2 separate regions of the Triticum aestivum genome follow, and region 1 is linked to region 2. Evidence: chromatin contacts called from public HiCAR-type data. All regions are on one chromosome and are shown on one strand. The core of a region is the stretch at or near the end of the contact, and the rest is flanking DNA. Distances in the headings are between cores, read along the strand shown. Region 1 holds the start of LOC123099262 (heat shock 70 kDa protein, mitochondrial). Region 2 holds the start of LOC123099260 (anthocyanin regulatory R-S protein).

Region 1 (4,455 bases), core at 485-2,984, 220 kb before region 2:
CAACAATTTAATAAATGTTCCCAAAATTTAGGAAGTGGTCCTATTATTTCTAAAATGTCCACGAAATGAAAAAGAAAAGTAACAAAAAATAAAATCGAAAGAAAAGGCAGAGAAAGCAAAAAACCATTTGAGGGAAGGTCTTAGAACCTTCTCAAAACTGGTAATTTGGAGGAAACACGAATAGGCTAGACCATATACTAGGCGTTTTGTTAGGGGGAGGCTGTGTTTGATTGCTATTCCCCGACCCATGCGAGGAATAGGACCTGGCCCTAAAATTGGAAGGGTGGTAAAAATACAAGAAAAAAATGTGTACACAAGAATGTGGGAGCTCCTATATGCCGCTCACGCGACAAGTAGTCGCCCTTTCGCACAGGGGGCCCCGGGTGGACTGGCCCATTAGTATCACAAGGAAGCAAGTGGGAAATGCATAGTAGCGCTTGGCAGAGTACTGCAGAGATGGACCGAGCAACTGCAACGCTGGAATAAGGCACTGTTGCAAACACTTTAGAAAATATGAGAACACTTTTTGGCAAGAATTTGGAACATGGTCGGAAAAGCGAACAAATGTTTAAAAATGTGACAATTTTTTATTCATTTTTTCTAAAAATGAACATTTTTGGAATTGAAACATTTTTAAAATTGTGAACAAAATTTGAAATGTTGATCATTTTCGAAACTATGAACATTATTTGGAAAAGATGATTTTTTCGAAATTAAGAACATTTTTTATTAAAACGCGAAGAAATTTTCAAAACTGTGGACATTTTAGGAAAACAGAACATTATATTTCAAAAGCGCAAATACTTTTCAAATTTGTGACCATTTTTAGATAAATTGCGATTTTTTGAAAAAAGGTAAAGAAAAATAAACAACAAAAAGGAAATTCAAAGAACAACAGAGAAAAGAAAACCGAAATGTCTGGTATGTTTTGCTACCTAAAATGGGGCGGCCGAATTAACTCTTCTGCTGCCCTCTCCTTTGCATTTTTGGCGTCAATTTGACTGAAATTATGAATTAAGGGGTAACCCTTTCTAAAGTCACTCCCACCTTCAAGTGCTGCACTGCATATGGGCGACTCGAAGGAACCTAGGAGTTTTTCTTTTTAGTAGATTTTTTTTTCTTTTTGAAATGTGTTATCTCTTGAACCATGTGTCACATAATCACGAATCATTTTCTTGTTGGATTTGTCACATCGAGATATTCGAAATTAGTTTCATGTTAATATGTTTTGATGGATTTTTTGGGCATGAAAAAGCAAAAAGATTTTGTTTTCTATGATAAACTTGGTCAAACATTATGAAGTTTGAGTTGAATCAATTCTAGTATGCAGAGTAAGTGAATAAAAACGGAGGGAGTAAGTGGAAAAACTAATTGAACATTTTTTAATGGAATTGAAACATTTTCCACCTTCCCCTCCTTTGTTTGAGATTTAGATCGGACCTGCTAGACTGTTGATGCATCGAATCGAATAGGGAATTTGCATGCGAGCATCACAACTTTTGGTGTTTGATTTGTGTTTGAGTCTTGATTTATTGATGAATGTGAGAATTGGAAAGGATTAAAGAAAGAGGCAGAAATGGCGAGAGTCCTAAACGGTTTGGGCGGCCCAAGCCTAAGTATATAACGGAGAAAAAAGCGAGTTGACGAGAGGAGACAGGCCTCGGCCCACTCTCTGGCGTGTTCCAGAGCCTTCCACCCTCTCTCTCTCTCTCTCTCTCTCTCTCTCTCTCTAGAGCGGCAACGCTCCCGCCCTCTCTAGACGAAACTGTCGACTCGACTCGACTCTAGAGAGAGAGAGAGAGAGAGAGAGAGTTCCAGAGCATTCCCTGCGGTGCGCACAAAAGCAGAGAGAGAGAGAGAGAGTTCCCAAACCCCAAATCCCCAAAACCCTAGAGAGAGAGAGAGAGAGAGAGAGAGAGAGATGCTGCTCCTCCGCGCCGCGCGCCGCCGAGACCTCGCCTCGCCGCTCGCCACCGTAAGCTCCTTTCCTTTCCTGCGGCGATTTGGTCGAATCGAATCGAGGAGGCTTCTCTGTCGGATTTTGCAAACTGCTTAGGTTTCCATTTCGCCTAGTAGCATTCATGCCTTTTTACCCCTCTGAAAAAAATATAGTGTATTAGTCTGTCTCCTAGTAGAATCATGGCTCTGCTGTGTATACATACATACTACTGCGCCTAGGTAGGTAGGTAGGTAGAGGTGACTCATTTTGTTGCTCCTGTATATTTTATATGTAGTACTGCTTACTGAATGAATGAATGATGTGCATCTTTCTTCAGTTTGATTGAAAATGTCCCCCTTTTCGTGATAAAATGCTGTGATTCTGTGTTTACATTGTCTCCTAATAGAATAGAATGTTTTAGGGCTTAATTGATCAATCTGTCAATGCTGTGCTTACATTGTCTCCTACAGTAGAATTATTACGGCCCTGCTCTCTACTAGTGCTGTAGAGGTGAGTCTGTGTTTTGTTCTACACATGATGATGCAAGCAGTTATGGACTGCTGTTTCTTTCATATCTACTGCCATCATATAAAATGCCATGTGCTAGCATGCCTTGTTGCCTCCCTGAAAAAAGCATGTCCGTAAGCGTCCAGGATTACTATGTTTCTGTATGTATTGCTGTAGAGGTGACTGAATTTGTTCTGTACATGCAAGTGTGGACTTCTAGGAATGATTGTGCGTACTATTATCATGTGCCATGTTCCTTATTAGCAAACCATCATTGACTTGGAACAATTTTTCATGCAAATGAGCGGGTTAATCAGGGGTTAGAGTATCGTATTTTCACTAATATGCATCTTTCTTCCGGTTGGGAAGTGTTCCCTTTGGTTGTTTGTGCACAGGATAGATCTGCCCACCAAGACACCAAACTGTTTTAGGGCTTCATATTGTCAATGATGTGGCTTCCTGATTATTGATTGTTTACATTTCAGCTGACCGCCAACGTCCAATCAACATATGCTGCTGCAAATGTGTGCTCCAGATGGGGTACTTTTGCAAGAGCTTTCAGGTAACAACCTTCTTGTTTTGGTTTATACAGTATAAAACTTGGCGAAGATCGTTGCAGCGTGCATATCTAACTAACTCGTCTCTGTGCTTTTGTTCCTCAGTGCAAAGCCAATTGGAAATGAGGTTATTGGAATTGATTTGGGAACGACCAACTCATGTGTCGCGGTTATGGAGGGAAAGGTGTGTCGTGTGGCCCCAGCATACTATACTCTCTCTGCACATACTCCCTCCGTTCGGAATTACTCGTCCAAGAAATGAATGTACCTAGATGTATTATAGTTGTAGATACATCCATTTTTATGACAAGTAATTCCGAACGGAGGGAGTACATGTTTTGTTCTCTGCTAGTTTCCTCCTGTTTTAAATGGTCTGAGCAATTAAAACCTCTCTCTAAATGCAGAATGCAAAGGTGATTGAGAATTCAGAAGGCGCCAGGACTACACCGTCAGTTGTTGCTTTTTCTCCGAAAGGAGAGCTACTCGTGGGAATTCCAGCCAAGCGGCAAGCAGTGACCAACCCACAGAACACCTTCTTTGGCACAAAGCGTATGATTGGGCGTCGCTTTGATGACCCACAAACACAGAAGGAGATGAACATGGTACCATATAAGATTGTGAAGGCTCCCAATGGAGACGCTTGGGTTGAAACCACAGATGGCAAGCAGTACTCGCCGAGCCAGATTGGTGGGTTTGTGCTGACCAAGATGAAGGAGACAGCTGAAGCTTACCTTGGCAAATCTATTTCCAAGGCTGTCATTACAGTTCCAGCTTACTTCAATGATGCTCAGAGGCAGGCCACCAAGGATGCCGGCCGTATTGCTGGACTTGACGTCCAAAGGATCATCAATGAACCAACTGCTGCTGCTCTGTCTTACGGAACAAACAACAAGGAGGGCCTGATTGCTGTATTTGACCTTGGAGGAGGAACCTTTGATGTCTCGATTCTAGAGATCTCCAATGGAGTGTTTGAGGTCAGTGTTTGTTGTAACTTGTCTCTTTCTTACTAGTAGTTTACTTCAGTAAGGAAATTAATTAAGTTGGTATATAAAATAGTGCTTCGTTTCCATCGCTGATATATTGATTGATTACGTTCTTGATTGTCAGGTCAAAGCAACAAACGGCGATACTTTCCTGGGTGGAGAAGACTTTGACAATACTCTGTTGGGGTTCTTAGTGAGCGAGTACAAAAACACTGAAAATATTGATCTGTCAAAGGATAGATTGGCCCTGCAGAGACTGCGTGAAGCAGCTGAGAAGGCGAAAATCGAGCTCTCCTCAACTACCCAGACTGAAATCAATCTTCCCTTCATCACTGCTGATGCCAGTGGAGCAAAACATCTGAACATCACACTGACAAGATCAAAATTTGAGTCTCTGGTGAATGGTCTGATTGAGAGGACCAGAGAGCCATGCAAGAGCTGCTTGAAGGATGCCGGCATAACCACCAAG
Region 2 (5,001 bases), core at 1,680-4,179:
TAATACCTTGTCTAATATAAACGTGCATTGCACGTAGACAGTTACTAGCCATTGTGGTTGTACAGAAAATCTATCTACGGAAGTAAGATGTACTGCATATGGGCTTTCAAACATCAACCTCTTGATGTATCATCGTTGACGGGTGAACTGATTCACCCACCTGTGATGACCCTATCGCTCCTATAAAGGTAAGCATAACCCCCGTTGTTGCCTGGCGTGCCGTCATATTCTAGTCTCACACCGCCACCCCCATTGATGGAATCGTCCATGCTTAGACTGTGCCATTATATATAATATTGTAAAACATATTTTTATATAATATTATTTGATATTACTAATGTTAATGTTTTTCTCTATAAACTTGATTAAACCATAAAACATATGCTTCTAAAAAAGTTGTATACACGATAATTTGTGACGGAGGGAGTGCCGGTAATTGAAGCCGTCACAATTTAAAAGTTTGCGTGCACCCATTAACAGAAGTACAAAACAAAAGGAAATAATATATTGAGAGATACTCAAAAATTAGTGAAAATCCTTCGCACATAAAACTTATAGCGAAAATCATATGCCCTCACCAAATCCGACGTTCCAAGCTCCAGCACACCACCCATGAAGGGGATGCAAACGACTGTCTGAAAAATGTGATCCAGGTTGAGATCAGAGATCTAGAGGGTAAACACGTGATAGATGCATATAAGGAGATCTCGAAGCATGCATGAAGTAATAAAGAAGTAATGTGCTGACCAGAATAGGCGCAGTCTGATTTAACCGTCCGGTAGTGTGGGCAAGCATCATGATGTTAGTTAACGACTGAAAGATGTATACATAGTTTGAGATAAATATGTATAAGATACCTTTGCTAAGAGAGCGCGCTGGAAAGTTTTAGTGTCTGCGTATTGAGCATTGTACAACCAAACATGTTCATTGCTCACAAAGCTCTTGCCTGGCAACCTGAAAGTAACTAGGTAAGTAGGAGTATATTAATTCGCAGGTGCTATTCATTAGACAGTGCCCGAGCTCGCCAACGAGGGCTTGCCAGGACCTTGTCGGAGGCGGGCACTACGAAGTGGCGTTGCCACCGGAAGAGAGGTAGACCTTCAACTGGTTTTGGTTGGGAGGGGGGAGGAAAGCTGAACCAGAGTCATCGGATTTCAAACTAATGGCTCAAAACCTGACTTGAAAGCAGAATAAATTGAAATCCTATTCCTACACAAAGTTCCTACAAAAACTCTTATGATACTAGTTTGTTTGGATCATAATTCCATGATTTAACCAGCTGCTTCCCGATTGAACAAGTACGTAAACTTTATTCCAAAATAAAAGGCAACTAATAAAATGTGGCACCATATTAACTTACACCTCAAGAGCAAAGACTTCAGTAAGAACGCTTTGACTCTACAGTCAAAGTAAGTACAACAGACTAGCTTGACTTGTTTTACTGTATTATGTAATGTTTTGCCGGTTTTTCTTCTTGCTTTAGGTTCGTCGAAGTTTTACACCGTGTAAGAAGAAGAATCCTATCACCGTGTTTTCATGTAGTGTTGTCATGTTTCTCTTTTAGACTGAAGAGTGTACCGTAGTGTTTTACTATATAACTATAAAAATGAATGCAGGAATCTCCAATACATCAAACCATATACGCTAGCTAAATATATCACCCTTTATCGGAAAATAGAGTTAAACTAGCTTGGGCGTAGGTTTTTCTACACCCGGGTGCATTGCACGCATGATGAACAGTAAATATAAAAAGCAAATAGCAAACAAAATCTAAAAAGTCTGAAACTTCGTGGCCTTGATTATGATAAAATGTTTTACGTTCCTTGTAAAATTTGGTCACCAAATGACATCCGAGGAGCTCCTTTCAATAACTAAATAAATTTGTGCTCAAACTTGTGTGCACTATTTGAGCAGAATTTTCGTTTTGTTTGCCACAAGCTCATTTGATTTTATTTGGCTACCAAATTTTGCAAGCACCTAAAATTTTGGTCATAATTGAAGCCACAAAATTTCAAAAGGTTTAGATTATGTTTGCTATCTTTTCTGATTTTACGGTTCATCGTGTGTGAATGTGTATAGTAGTTGCATACGTACCCTTGACCAGGCCGGAATGAGTAAGTCATGCTCAGCGTGTAGTACCACTCGGCTTCCCCGAGATCCTCCGGGGACAGCGAGGCGGCAGGACGCCTCGCCCGGTGGTCCGCCTTGCCGGACAGGAGAGACTCGTAGAGCTCCCTTAGCTGCTCGCTCCTCTGCAGGATGAGGTCGTTTGCGGTAACCTCCGTGGTAGTCGAGCTTATGATCTTCCTCGTCTTTACCTCGCCGTTGTAGAAGCCGTCCTTCCACGTCAGAACTCTACAAAATCAAACCGATAGGTTCTGGATATGAAATGTATAAACTTTTCGAATTTTGCTTCAAGAAAATACCAACTTGTCACCAGCTATATATACATGAATGTACTCCGTACGGATGTATAATTGGTTAATTACCCAGGTGGGCGCTGGCTGGTGGACATGGACCAGAAAATGGTGTAAGTCCAGTTGATGCTCCTCACAGCAGCGGCGAGCTGGTAGCTGAGCTGCTTACCCAGCGGCGGTGCCTGGCCGGCAGGAGCAGCTGATAACGCCATTGATTATCACACTAGCTAGCTGTTTCCTACATATGCATCGGATTGCATGCGGAGTTACTCACAAGGTGAAGGCTAGATGATCGAGCAAACGAATCTGGTTAGACCGTACTTACTTGAGCTGTGTGCAAAGTGCAAACTGCAAACCAAGAAGAGCTAGCAGCCGTACGTTTCTGCTCCCGTTAGAGAGGAAGATATGGATCTGCTATATACTAAAGCAGGCCAAGAATCCAAGGCAGGCTATATAGAATCTGGGAGGTCGGAGCAGCGGGGCAATGACAGAGACACGGACAGCAGAGCACTCCTGGTTACACCAACAACTAGCTAGCAACATACTCTCCATTTAAGGCATTTTATCAAAAACACAGAAACACCATTTTTAGTAAGCCGCGGCAGTGAGAAAACCGTAGCCACCGCGGGTGGTCCATATTAGCCCCAGCTAGCACCTCTTGTTTGCATTGTAAACTTTTCCCCTTAATTTGTCTCTAAGCGCGTATATAGCAACACATGTGATTGCGCGCAGACACAATGCAAAGGTCTTCCATCATGCATGTGATTGTTAGATTATACTACCACTGATTTCAGCACAGCATGGAGCATGCATGAGCAGCCAAACGTGCCCAAATATAATTGCGCTCGGCCGTAGAAGCTAGCAAGGGAAATCAAAGATGAAAACTACGGATTTGTCGGTATGAGCAAGACATTTGCATCGATGATAAGTGCTGGTATGGTGAGTCATAGAAATGAGTGGGTGGTGGGAGCAAAGGACAAAGGGAGCCTTCTAGCGCCGGGGACCTCTCCGCATCACGGCCGTCGACTAGCGCCTTTGCTCTCACCCGAAATGGTTTGATTTGCTCTCGACAGAAACGGAATGCCTTGCCGTCAACAACGAAAAAAATAGCACGCTATTTCGCCGTTATAGCGCGGTTATAGCATATTCGGAAGGGAGACGTTACGTTATGGCAAAATCGGCCGCTACGACGCTAATTGCGTAATTAGCGCGCTACACACGACTATAACGTTGTAGCGTTACACGTTTTAACGTGCAGACCATGCAAAATTTAAACAACCACAGCCCAGCAGGCCCAGCAGGCCAAAACCAACCCACGACCACTACCTTTCTCACTCTTTTTATCTTGAAACTATTTGAGACTTACAATTTTTATGTCCTAGATTTGGCCCTTATGCATATATTGCTTGCTCCTAGCAAAAATTTAGTTGCTTAAATACTTTATTTCTAGATATATTTGAATTTTTTTGCAAATGCTATTTTGAAATATAGCACGCTATAACTTGTGTAGCATTTGGAGAAGGGCCTCGCTATATTTTGTAGCGCGCTATTTTTTTCGTTGCCGTCAACAACAGCTGAGAATCCCATGCACGGACAACAAAGTACATGGGGTAACACTCGTTTGCTGACGATGAAGCTCTTTACTAGGTACGAGTACAGGAAATTTACCGTAAATGATCCATCGGGGACACAGACAAAAAACTATGAGTGTGGGGCACGCACAGGTGGTGTACGACGGATGGGGCCTTGTCATCGCCAAAGAAGCAAGTATCGTCCCGCGCCCTTGTTTTAGATACTGATCCCTCCAAACTTTGACAGCCACAGGAAACGACGTGGCTAAATATTTGAGTGCCATCTCTTGATTTTCACAAAAACGTATATTACTTTGCCTCTTGACTATGCGAGCACGACATCGCTGGCTTGGTCCCTGCCTCTCCCTCTCCCTCAATGTGTGTGTTTGTAATGACAGAGAGAGATGAGTGTGGTGGGACCAAAAGACAAAGAGAGCCTTCTAGCGTGGGATGCCTTGCTCTCACCAGAAATGCTATGATTTCCCAAAGGCAAACAAACTTGGCGTTTATTGGAAATTCCTGAGTCCTTATGGGCCAGATTATTGAACGCAAACTACTATCCTCAGGGTCACCTTCATGATACTGCTTTCCTGAAGTCCGTCTTCGCATCTTGGCAAGGTATCATGCATTGTCTTGAGCTGCTCAAATGTGGAGTTTTCTGGAGGGTCTATGATGGCAATGTTAATATCTAGTGGGATAAATGGCTTGCCAGAACTTCCGGCCTTAGAGTTACCACTAAGAAGAACAGATCCAGGCAAAATTGGGTTTCTGATTTAGTCTTAACACGGACAAGGATATGATACATGAATTTAATTAGGCATTTGTTTTTCCCCGTGTTGCCGAGAAGATCCTTAAGCTTCATATCCCTTCTTCTGGGGAGGGAGATTTTGTGGCTTGGCACTATGAGAAAAGTGGGATTTTTTCTGTTGAAACTTGAAAGTGCCTACAACATTTCTCCAGTGGTTACAAATGTTGGGTGGTTGCCTCCTTCGTCTACTTGTATTAAGATAAAG

What was found. HiCAR-type assays count read pairs that join an accessible place to other places.
Region 1: a HiCAR-type map of leaf shows a contact between it and region 2, with 8 times the contacts expected there. The contact joins the promoter of LOC123099262 here to the promoter of LOC123099260 in region 2. A contact is called at or near these places in 1 of 5 Hi-C or Micro-C datasets (leaf) and 1 of 1 datasets of contacts at active chromatin or transcription factors (leaf).

The regions. Positions count from the first base shown.
Region 1 is chr4D:517,012,490-517,016,944 of IWGSC CS RefSeq v2.1, reverse strand. It overlaps LOC123099262 (heat shock 70 kDa protein, mitochondrial), which reads left to right and starts at 1,734. Exons shown (of 6, transcript XM_044521438.1): 1 at 1,734-1,975; 2 at 2,932-3,008; 3 at 3,109-3,187; 4 at 3,408-3,977; 5 at 4,111-4,455. The coding sequence starts at 1,922.
Region 2 is chr4D:516,796,886-516,801,886 of IWGSC CS RefSeq v2.1, reverse strand. LOC123099260 (anthocyanin regulatory R-S protein) reads right to left here and starts at 2,929. Exons shown (of 9, transcript XM_044521436.1): 1 at 2,743-2,929; 2 at 2,490-2,655; 3 at 2,095-2,355; 4 at 858-954; 5 at 748-762; 6 at 579-635. The coding sequence starts at 2,629.